2 separate regions of the Triticum aestivum genome follow, and region 2 is linked to region 1. A link is a contact called in public Hi-C data. All regions are on one chromosome and are shown on one strand. The core of a region is the stretch at or near the end of the contact, and the rest is flanking DNA. Distances in the headings are between cores, read along the strand shown. Region 1 holds the start of LOC123111237. Region 2 holds the start of LOC123111240 (cytochrome c-type biogenesis ccda-like chloroplastic protein 1).

The links. A called contact is a pair of places that touch in the nucleus more often than the background predicts.
Region 2: a contact with region 1 is called in a Hi-C map of leaf, with 2.5 times the contacts expected there. The contact joins the promoter of LOC123111240 here to the promoter of LOC123111237 in region 1. A contact is called at or near these places in 3 of 5 Hi-C or Micro-C datasets (all in leaf).

The regions. Positions count from the first base shown.
Region 1 is chr5B:254,705,596-254,709,653 of IWGSC CS RefSeq v2.1, reverse strand. LOC123111237 reads left to right here and starts at 2,552. Exons shown (of 3, transcript XM_044531982.1): 1 at 2,552-2,919. The coding sequence starts at 2,858.
Region 2 is chr5B:255,025,218-255,029,443 of IWGSC CS RefSeq v2.1, reverse strand. It overlaps LOC123111240 (cytochrome c-type biogenesis ccda-like chloroplastic protein 1), which reads right to left and starts at 2,350. Exons shown (of 12, transcript XM_044531992.1): 1 at 2,114-2,350; 2 at 1,957-2,019; 3 at 1,794-1,849; 4 at 1,311-1,438; 5 at 1,118-1,203; 6 at 993-1,024; 7 at 606-767; 8 at 272-344; 9 at 64-164. The coding sequence starts at 2,213.

The DNA of each region.
Region 1 (4,058 bases), core at 1,303-3,802:
TTCCGTTGCCCGGAGCAAGGCCCGGATCTGCATCAACCCTCTGCCGGCCTCCGACTGGGAAGGTTGGATCGACTCTGCTATTCGGGATGCGGCTATGAGGTTCTGAATTGGAGTACGGTATACCTTAGGTGGAGGCGGGAAAAGCTGCCGTCGACTGGACTCAGGGACCCGCTCCCGAGCCTGCTCGTCGAGAGCGCGCTGCAGGTTCTCCAGTCGAGTGTGCTTAGCCAAATTAGCGAGGCGCGCCTCCTCCAAGGCCCGAGCCTCAGGGGTTTCTCCAATGATGGGCGTGTGGAGTGCATCCATGTTGCGGCGACGAAGTTCTTCCCTTTGCTGCGAAGAAAGGGGTTCGGGGTGGTATTCTTCATGGACGCGCGATGGATCGTCGCCACCATCTTCGCTGTCTTCGCGACGGAAGCTAGGCGGACCACGCGGTCCATCGACCATCAAGACTTCAGCCGCAGGGTCGCTGCTATCGCACTCCGATGCGGTCTCCGCGGAGCCAGTCGACAGATCGAATAGGCCGTGGAGAGTTTCGTCGGGCTCGATTGCCGCGACTTGATGGGTGGCCGAACACCGAGCCACCACGTGTTTCACCCACCGCTGAAGCCGCGATCGACCGGATCGCTTGCGGCGGTGGACAACGGGGAGGGAAGACACCATCAGAGCCGACTGATACTGGGTCGACGGCTGCCGGAGAAGGACATCGCGAACGCATGCGCAAAAGTGCGTCGCCCCTCGGACGGGGAGCGCCTCAATGTCAAGGGGAGCTTCTTGAAGCCACACGAAGTCGTCGGCGATGAAAACGAGCGCGCCGAGACGGATCTCGCAGCCCTCAGCCAATCTGCCGCCGGAAACCATGATGACGATGATCGGAAAAACTTGCAACTTCACCAACAAGTCGCTAAGACACCTGCCCCACGGTGGGCGCCCACTGTCGTGGTTCTAAGACTGACAGTAGAAAGGGGGGGTAGCTATGGAGAGGCAAGATCTCAGCTATGGTGAAGGTGTACACACAAGTTTTACGAGTTCAGGCCCTTCTCGGAGGAAGTACCAGCCCTACGTCTCGATGCCGGAGGCGGTCGATTGGATTATATGTGTGATGTTACGGGAGGTGCGAACCCTTGCGCCAGAGGAGGAGGATGGCTTATATAGAGTTCGCCAGGACCCTCTCCGCCCTCCATTACAAGGGACTTAATGTATATAAAGCGGGGGCGTTACTGGTAATGCCAGCCTTAAGTGATGTTAATGACCTTAAAGGCTACGGAGTGAACGCCTGCCCCTTGTAACGCTGAGTGACTCCTAGTCTTCAGGAGGTCGAGTGATTCTCTGGATGGTCGAGTGACAGTAGGTAGGAAGGCTCCCGAGTGACATGATGTCGAGTGGATTGCACTCGACATCTTCGACTGGGGGTCTCATGCTGCCTCTTGAACTGCTTGTCTTCTAGGGTAGTGATCTTGGATAGGGCGTATAGGTCAGGCCTATGACCCTACCCCAGGTTTGTATCCTCATCAGGCGAAGGTCCTTGCCTAAAGCTGTTAGGTCCATGTAGGCGTCAATCTCCCATTTAACCGATGCTTGCACTGTTCGATGACTCTCTCCATAACAACACACGTTCTATTCTTACCAAGCATGCCAACAATACCACATAAAATCATGCATGCCTCATTCGTTGAGATGACGACGCCTTCCATCACATCTATTGCTCATGAATCAAGATGTAAGTTAGTGATTTTCGGTGATGTGAGGATCTTCTACTATTCCCAAAAAAAAACTTCACGCGGGTACGCTCAAATAAAGCATGGGCCATCATTTCTCTACCCACACACTTCACAGTAGGCAATTCTTTCTAGGTGTCCATCCGAAAGCACAACACAACATGGAATAAAGTTGTGTATCACTCCACCGTAAATTCCTAACCTTTGGCATAACCGTAAGTTTGCAAAGCTTCTTGCAACACTTTTGTACCTTGTCCGTCTCCTCACGATGAAGGCCGACGGTTGTCCAAGCTTCTGGCCATTAGTGCTTGATAAATCGATCTTACCGTGAAGTTGCCAAACTTTTTTTAGGTTCCGCACACAACTACCATCACTATAATTGCGTGTAGGTATGCTGCATATAGCTTCCATATCACGGTTGTACTTGCCTATGGGTATACTGCATACAACTTCCACATCATTCGACTCGAAAACTACTCTAACCTACAAACTCTAGCCGGTAGATCAGATTCTCCATCCCACTTGACGCTAGCGAGGCCGGCGGGAAAGGAGAAACCACAAATGATTGGTGTCAAGAACCACAACTTCCGACGGCTAGGGTTTGGACCTACGTTTTGTTGGGAGTTATGATGCTCTTTTTTAAAATCTTGCTTACATACGAGAATTTTGCATTATACAATAATTTATTTTGGAGAACTAGCAATGCACACTGATCTCAAATCGTGCAAGAAGGCCAGAACAAATGTCACTCTTCCTCCCTCTTAAGAAAAAAAAGGTCACTCTTCTCTACTCTGAACTCTGAAGTACCCTAGCCGGCCCATATTTCCATGCTCGGTGGTGCTTCTATTTCCTTCCTCTTCCACCCACCTGCCATTTACGGTCGGTCCCTGCCTCGCTCCTCCCCTTCCCCTCCTCCCGCCTCCACGCCAGTCTTTATAACCCCCGCACCCGGGCAGGCGCCCCCCCTTCCCCAATCAGACGGCTCGGCGATTGGCCTCACGGCGAGCTATCTAGGTCACGAGGAATCCACTCCCGACTGCCGTTAGGCTGGCCGGCTGGCTTGTTGCCGCGGACAGCCTTGGCGAATCACGGTCCTGATAGGCGCCCCTCCTCCCGGCGATGGGGGGTCGCAATCGGCGATGGCCGACGAAGCGCCACCACGACGCCTCTTCGAACCCTCGCCCCCCGCCTCCGTATTCCGGTACGAACGGCAACTGGTTGTTCGCTATCCCCCTCTCTCCGTTTCTCATCTTTGTTTGTGCGGCCCGATTAAGATTAGGTTGCAATCTATTAGGGTTTTATTATATCGGGCCAGAACCTCGCCGATCTAGACATCTACTTCTTGATTCAGACAGTGTAGTGATCCTTATAGTGTGCTTGAAATAGATTCAGTTCGCGCCGTCCTGCGAATGACACACACAACTCATGTGGATGCTGAAGTGTGCTCCGGCCGTTTCAGGCTTTAAACCAGAGTTGCTGGTGCATTATCCCATTATCTATGTAAGGCTAGGCTTTACATTTAGTTTAAATTGTTCTAGGTTTTTACCATTGGAAAAGTTTGTGCCGGAATGCCAGAAAAATGCTAGCTTTGTTTGACTAACCCATCTATTGGGAACAGCCTCCCAGTCTCATTGGGAAGGTATCGCAGTTGCAAGGTGTAGATTATGTATCTACAACAATACAATTGGGTAGTAATGTTTTAGCTGCAGCCTGCTCCCTGAAAAATAGGTTTTGAGTCTCACCGAGGTAGTGTCAATATGACAAAATGCTGTCTTTCTGGGAGACGCGTGCATGTAAGTGATAATTGTTATAGTTGGCATGGTCTTCCGCTGATATAGAAAATTTAAAACGCCGCCATCCCCCCAATCCACGGGGAGAAAATAAATGGTGAAGCAAAATTAAAATGCCATCTTTCATATCTCAATTTTGTATTGGTTGCTTGGCCGCTTCACACCCAAACACAGATGAAAATGGCTTGGATATAGAGGGAAGGGGCAAAGATATAATGTTCATACACGCAAATTTTATAAAAACAGGTTAATTATAAGACCTCAATGTGCTCTAAAAAGCACTGGTCAAGTAATTGGACAGTGTGTTGCGCCTACTGACTAGTCATGCTAGGCAAGCAATGCAGGAGGATGGTGTCTAGCACCTAGGCGGGCGCCCTTTAGAACATTTCCCTCAAAATGGTACTCCCTCTGTAAAGAAATATAATATCGTTTAGATCACTATATTAATGATCTAAACAATCCTATATTTCTTTACAGAGGGAGTATTATTCAGTATTCACAGCAGTGCGGAAAATGAAGAAGTTAACGGTATTGAGTATTGACGCTAAAC
Region 2 (4,226 bases), core at 1,101-3,600, 320 kb before region 1:
ATTTGAGCTTTAAGCTACGTAATAAAGTACTGAGGCAACTTATATATCCTGTTATATGCATACCCTTGAAGTGGCAACATATCCCAGAAGGGTAGCAAGAACAGGTGTACTGCAAGGTGATGCTGCTAATGCAAATGTAAGGCCAGCAAGATATGCTTGTACACCTGATAACCAAATACAGTTAGGAAAAAGCAAGATATTACTGACTGATTAAAAGAAATATAATGACATATATAGGGAAGAAATAAAAAATAGTGTCAAGAAGCATCACTGGAAGGCAAGTTAGCTGCAGCAGCTCGAGGATCATAATCGCTGAAAAATGAGGGAAGTTGTAGCTCGACTACCTGTCGGATACAACATAATCAGAAAAGAAAATGGATTAGGGTAGTGTGCTTATACCTAATATTATTACAGAAGCAATAGCAGAAACTTAAATTTCAACGAAAGGAATTACCACTGTGAGTATGTTTTTACATTTATTTAAGGAAAAAAGAAACCACAATGAAATCAACTCCTAATCGATTTGGCTTTAAGACTGCATGGTAGAAAGATAAATTGATTAACATGCCCCAGTTTTTGAATTTTCCTTTTGGTTTGTGATTTACCTCAAGTAGGTTCAATCCCATGACGATTCCTAACCCAGAAGCAGCCACTGGGAGTCCTTGTCCTACTTGCCCATAAGCCTTTCCAGCAAAAGAAGCAGCAACACCAAGGATGGCTAAGGTTGTTGCCAGTCCTAATGAGAAAGCAACTGAATTTCCAACAACCTACTAGATAGAACAAAAACAACTCAATTTGTATCAGGTATGATACAGACTATCAATGAGCCAAACTAATCATGTAAGCGTCTTAGTACAGATTAGATGTTGCACGTACATATTCTGACAGATAACGATGTTGCACATACATATTCTGATAGATAACCATTACCAATTTCGTTTGGTTCTTTTATGGCACGCAAAACCTGAATATGCTTAGTTATCTTAAATTACCTCAGCTCGATCTTTTCCAGAGCCAAAAGCACCTGGAAGATTTTAAAAGATGTAATATATCGATGTCATTAGTGCTAACCAATTCTGGGTCAAAGAGATCATTTCAGAAAAGCCACTATACTTGCCTATATATCCTAGAGTCAATGGCAGAACACTGAGTGTACAGGGAGACAAACTAGTTACAAGTCCAGCACCAAAAATTACTGCCAAGCTGGAGAATAGAGAAAAAGGTCAGAAAGAAAAGAGGTATGGGTAGGAAGCAGAAAATTAAAGGATGCTGTGTCTACAGAAAATTAACTGCAGAGAAAGAAAGCTGACCTGGTGAAACTAAGAGCAGACAACTGATCCAGAACAGCCTCATTAGCTTGCTGCCCAGCTGAAAATAATAAACCTCCAAACCAATCTCCGATGCCTAAGTCAGCCAAGAGAAGTCCCGATGATCCTAGCTGAACAACAAGAAATGGTTTGGGGGGATCACTCCACGTAAAGAAGGATTTTACCTTTTAGGTTTGCCAAGGGATGCAACAAGCAAGAAACAAGAAACACAGATATAGGCATATAGCCTAGATAGTTTGGAAGCACTTTGCAATAGCGTACTGATTGATTTTGATGCATGGTGTGCTGATTGCAGCTGATGGAATTGGCTACGTGTTATACTACTAATCCAAATATCTTTGAAGATATTTATAGTCAAAGTTCGATTTAGCTAATGCCTAGAACTAACAGCTTCTATAGAACAGGAGGAAGCATCTAGGAACGATAAGAACAAAACAGATTTGAAGGCCCTCCATGTTGTCTCACCAGAGAATCTCCGAGGTCGGCAGCATTCGCAGCCCCAGCAGCAACCAGACTCCCCACTGAACGCAGAATTAAACAGCAGTGTTCTCAGAGCCATTTCATTGAAAACGTTGCCAGCAAGAGATATGAAAAAGAAGTAAACAAAAGGTGAGCTTCGAGTTAGTACCGGCCACAGATGACAGCACGATCAGGCGCGGGCGGAGGAGCGACCGCCTGGCTCTACGATTCTCTGCGAATGTTTTTCTCACGGGATTATTTATACGTAAAAACAGCAGATTGGGTGCTAATGGAAGCACGAACACGCGGTTAGCGCGGAGACACACCTGTAGCAGGTGAGGAGGATGGGGTCGAATTAGCAGCTCGTGCTGGGAGGTGCGGGCGGCGGGAGACCACGGGACGGGTGCTCATGGCGACGGAGAGCATGGCGGGAGGGCGGAGGTTGTCGAGCACAGGAGAGTGGAGAAGTGTTTTTCGGCTGCGTCGCCTGAGAATAAAGTGAGCGTGTGGACAAGAGAAGAGATAGAGCGTGTTGCGTGTCTGGTTCACGCTCTCGACTAGTGGGTCGTGGCTGGTGGAAAAACATTTCTCATGAATACGCTCAATATACATGATTTTTTTGAAATGTTTCCAAAATTAAAACAGACCCGTAAATGATGAACATAACGAAACATCGCCTGTGTAGAAGTTTTAATAGGGGATCTGTAGAGGTCAATTTATGATTTTATTTAGTCCCTCGCATCGGGTAAAAAAAAAGGTTTCCATGTTTCGTACGATGCTGAAGCAAAAAAATATTGACACAACTTTCTATGGGTTAGTTTTTGTAAATTATATAAAAATGATTAAATGTCTATTTGACTCTATACACGGCTATGTCTATTCTGGTACCATGGTAATTGTTATGACAACCACCGCTACGCCAGGTCAAGATTATATACATCATTCATCAGTCTAGCTTAGGCAGGGTCCATCAATGCAGTTTACTCAGCCAAAACTAATTCGTTGTGGCGCCTTTGAAAATCAAATCGTGGTCAAACCATCACTTTTTTTTTGAAATGACTTTTCAAAAATCTCTTATCTCATCATGACATCACTTAGACATAGTTTTTGAAATGACATTTTAAAAGCCCTTATCTCACTTTGGCATTTTAAAAGCCATTATCTACCACTCCTGCATAATTTGATAGTTTTTCTCCCGTTGCAACACACGGACATATTTGCTAGTAATAATAAAGCAAATTAGGTTTCTTTCGTCCGTCATGGCATTTTACACAAAAATCCCTATGTTTTGTTAAATAAACCCGCAGTCCGGATTTAAGTCACACCCGAACCGTTATTTTACATTTTTTGAAACCCCCCTGATGTTTTAGGTAATTCATCCGCGGATCATATTTAAGTCAAACAATGTTTTTTTAAATTATTCATATCTTTTAAACCGTAACTCTGATTTGAACATGTTATATATGAAATTTGATTAAAAAAATATGTAGAATATGAATATGAGATTATTTTCACCTGTTAAGTATTTTTAAATATTATTTTGGAATATATTTAAGTCAAATAAATGATTTTCTAAATTATCCGTATCTTTTAAATCGTAAATTCGATTTTAACATATTATATATGAAATTTTATTAGAAAAATATGTGGAATCTAAATATGATGTTAATTTTACCTTTTAAATATTTTTAAAATATCATTTTAGGAGCAAACTTATAATTTATAGCGTAAGATCCGTTTTCCTTTCGTACCGGCGGCAACCCGATTGCAAATAAACACCCCACTATAACAATATAGGGAAAAGAAAACATCGATAACTACACATGCATACCTCTGAGAAATGTCGCAGGGGAAAACAACATATTTCTGATCGCGAGAGTGAGAGAAAGCGAGAGAGAGAGAGGGGGAGGGAGAGGGAGAGAGAGACGCCTTAGGATTAAACATATTCAAACACGTTTTTTTTGTTTTGTGTGAACACCGAGGTCATCGCCGGCGAGTGTGAGAAGGAGGATAAGCGGCAACACAAATATGATGCCTCGCAAAAATAAAGGAGATGGACCTATTGTGGTCTTGGGTGATGGTTGTTGGGTTAATAGTGTGTGTTATGTTTTCTCTCTCGTTGCAACGCACGAGCTCTTTTGCTAGTAATCATAGAAGGAACAACAGGATAGAGAGTTACAACATTCTACACACACAAACCGGGCGTACGAAACATCACATAAACAGAAGACGACAATATTTAGAAAACAAGGCTTTGGTTAAGGCCTGGGTAAAGGCATTAATCCCGGTTCACTAACGAACCGGGACCAAAGGGGGCATCAGTCCCGGTTTGTGAGGCCAGGCGCCGGCCGGGCCTCGGGGCCATTGGTCCCGGTTTGAACCGGAACCAATGGGCCTCGCTCCTGACCCATCACATTTAGTCTCGGTTGGTGGTTTGAA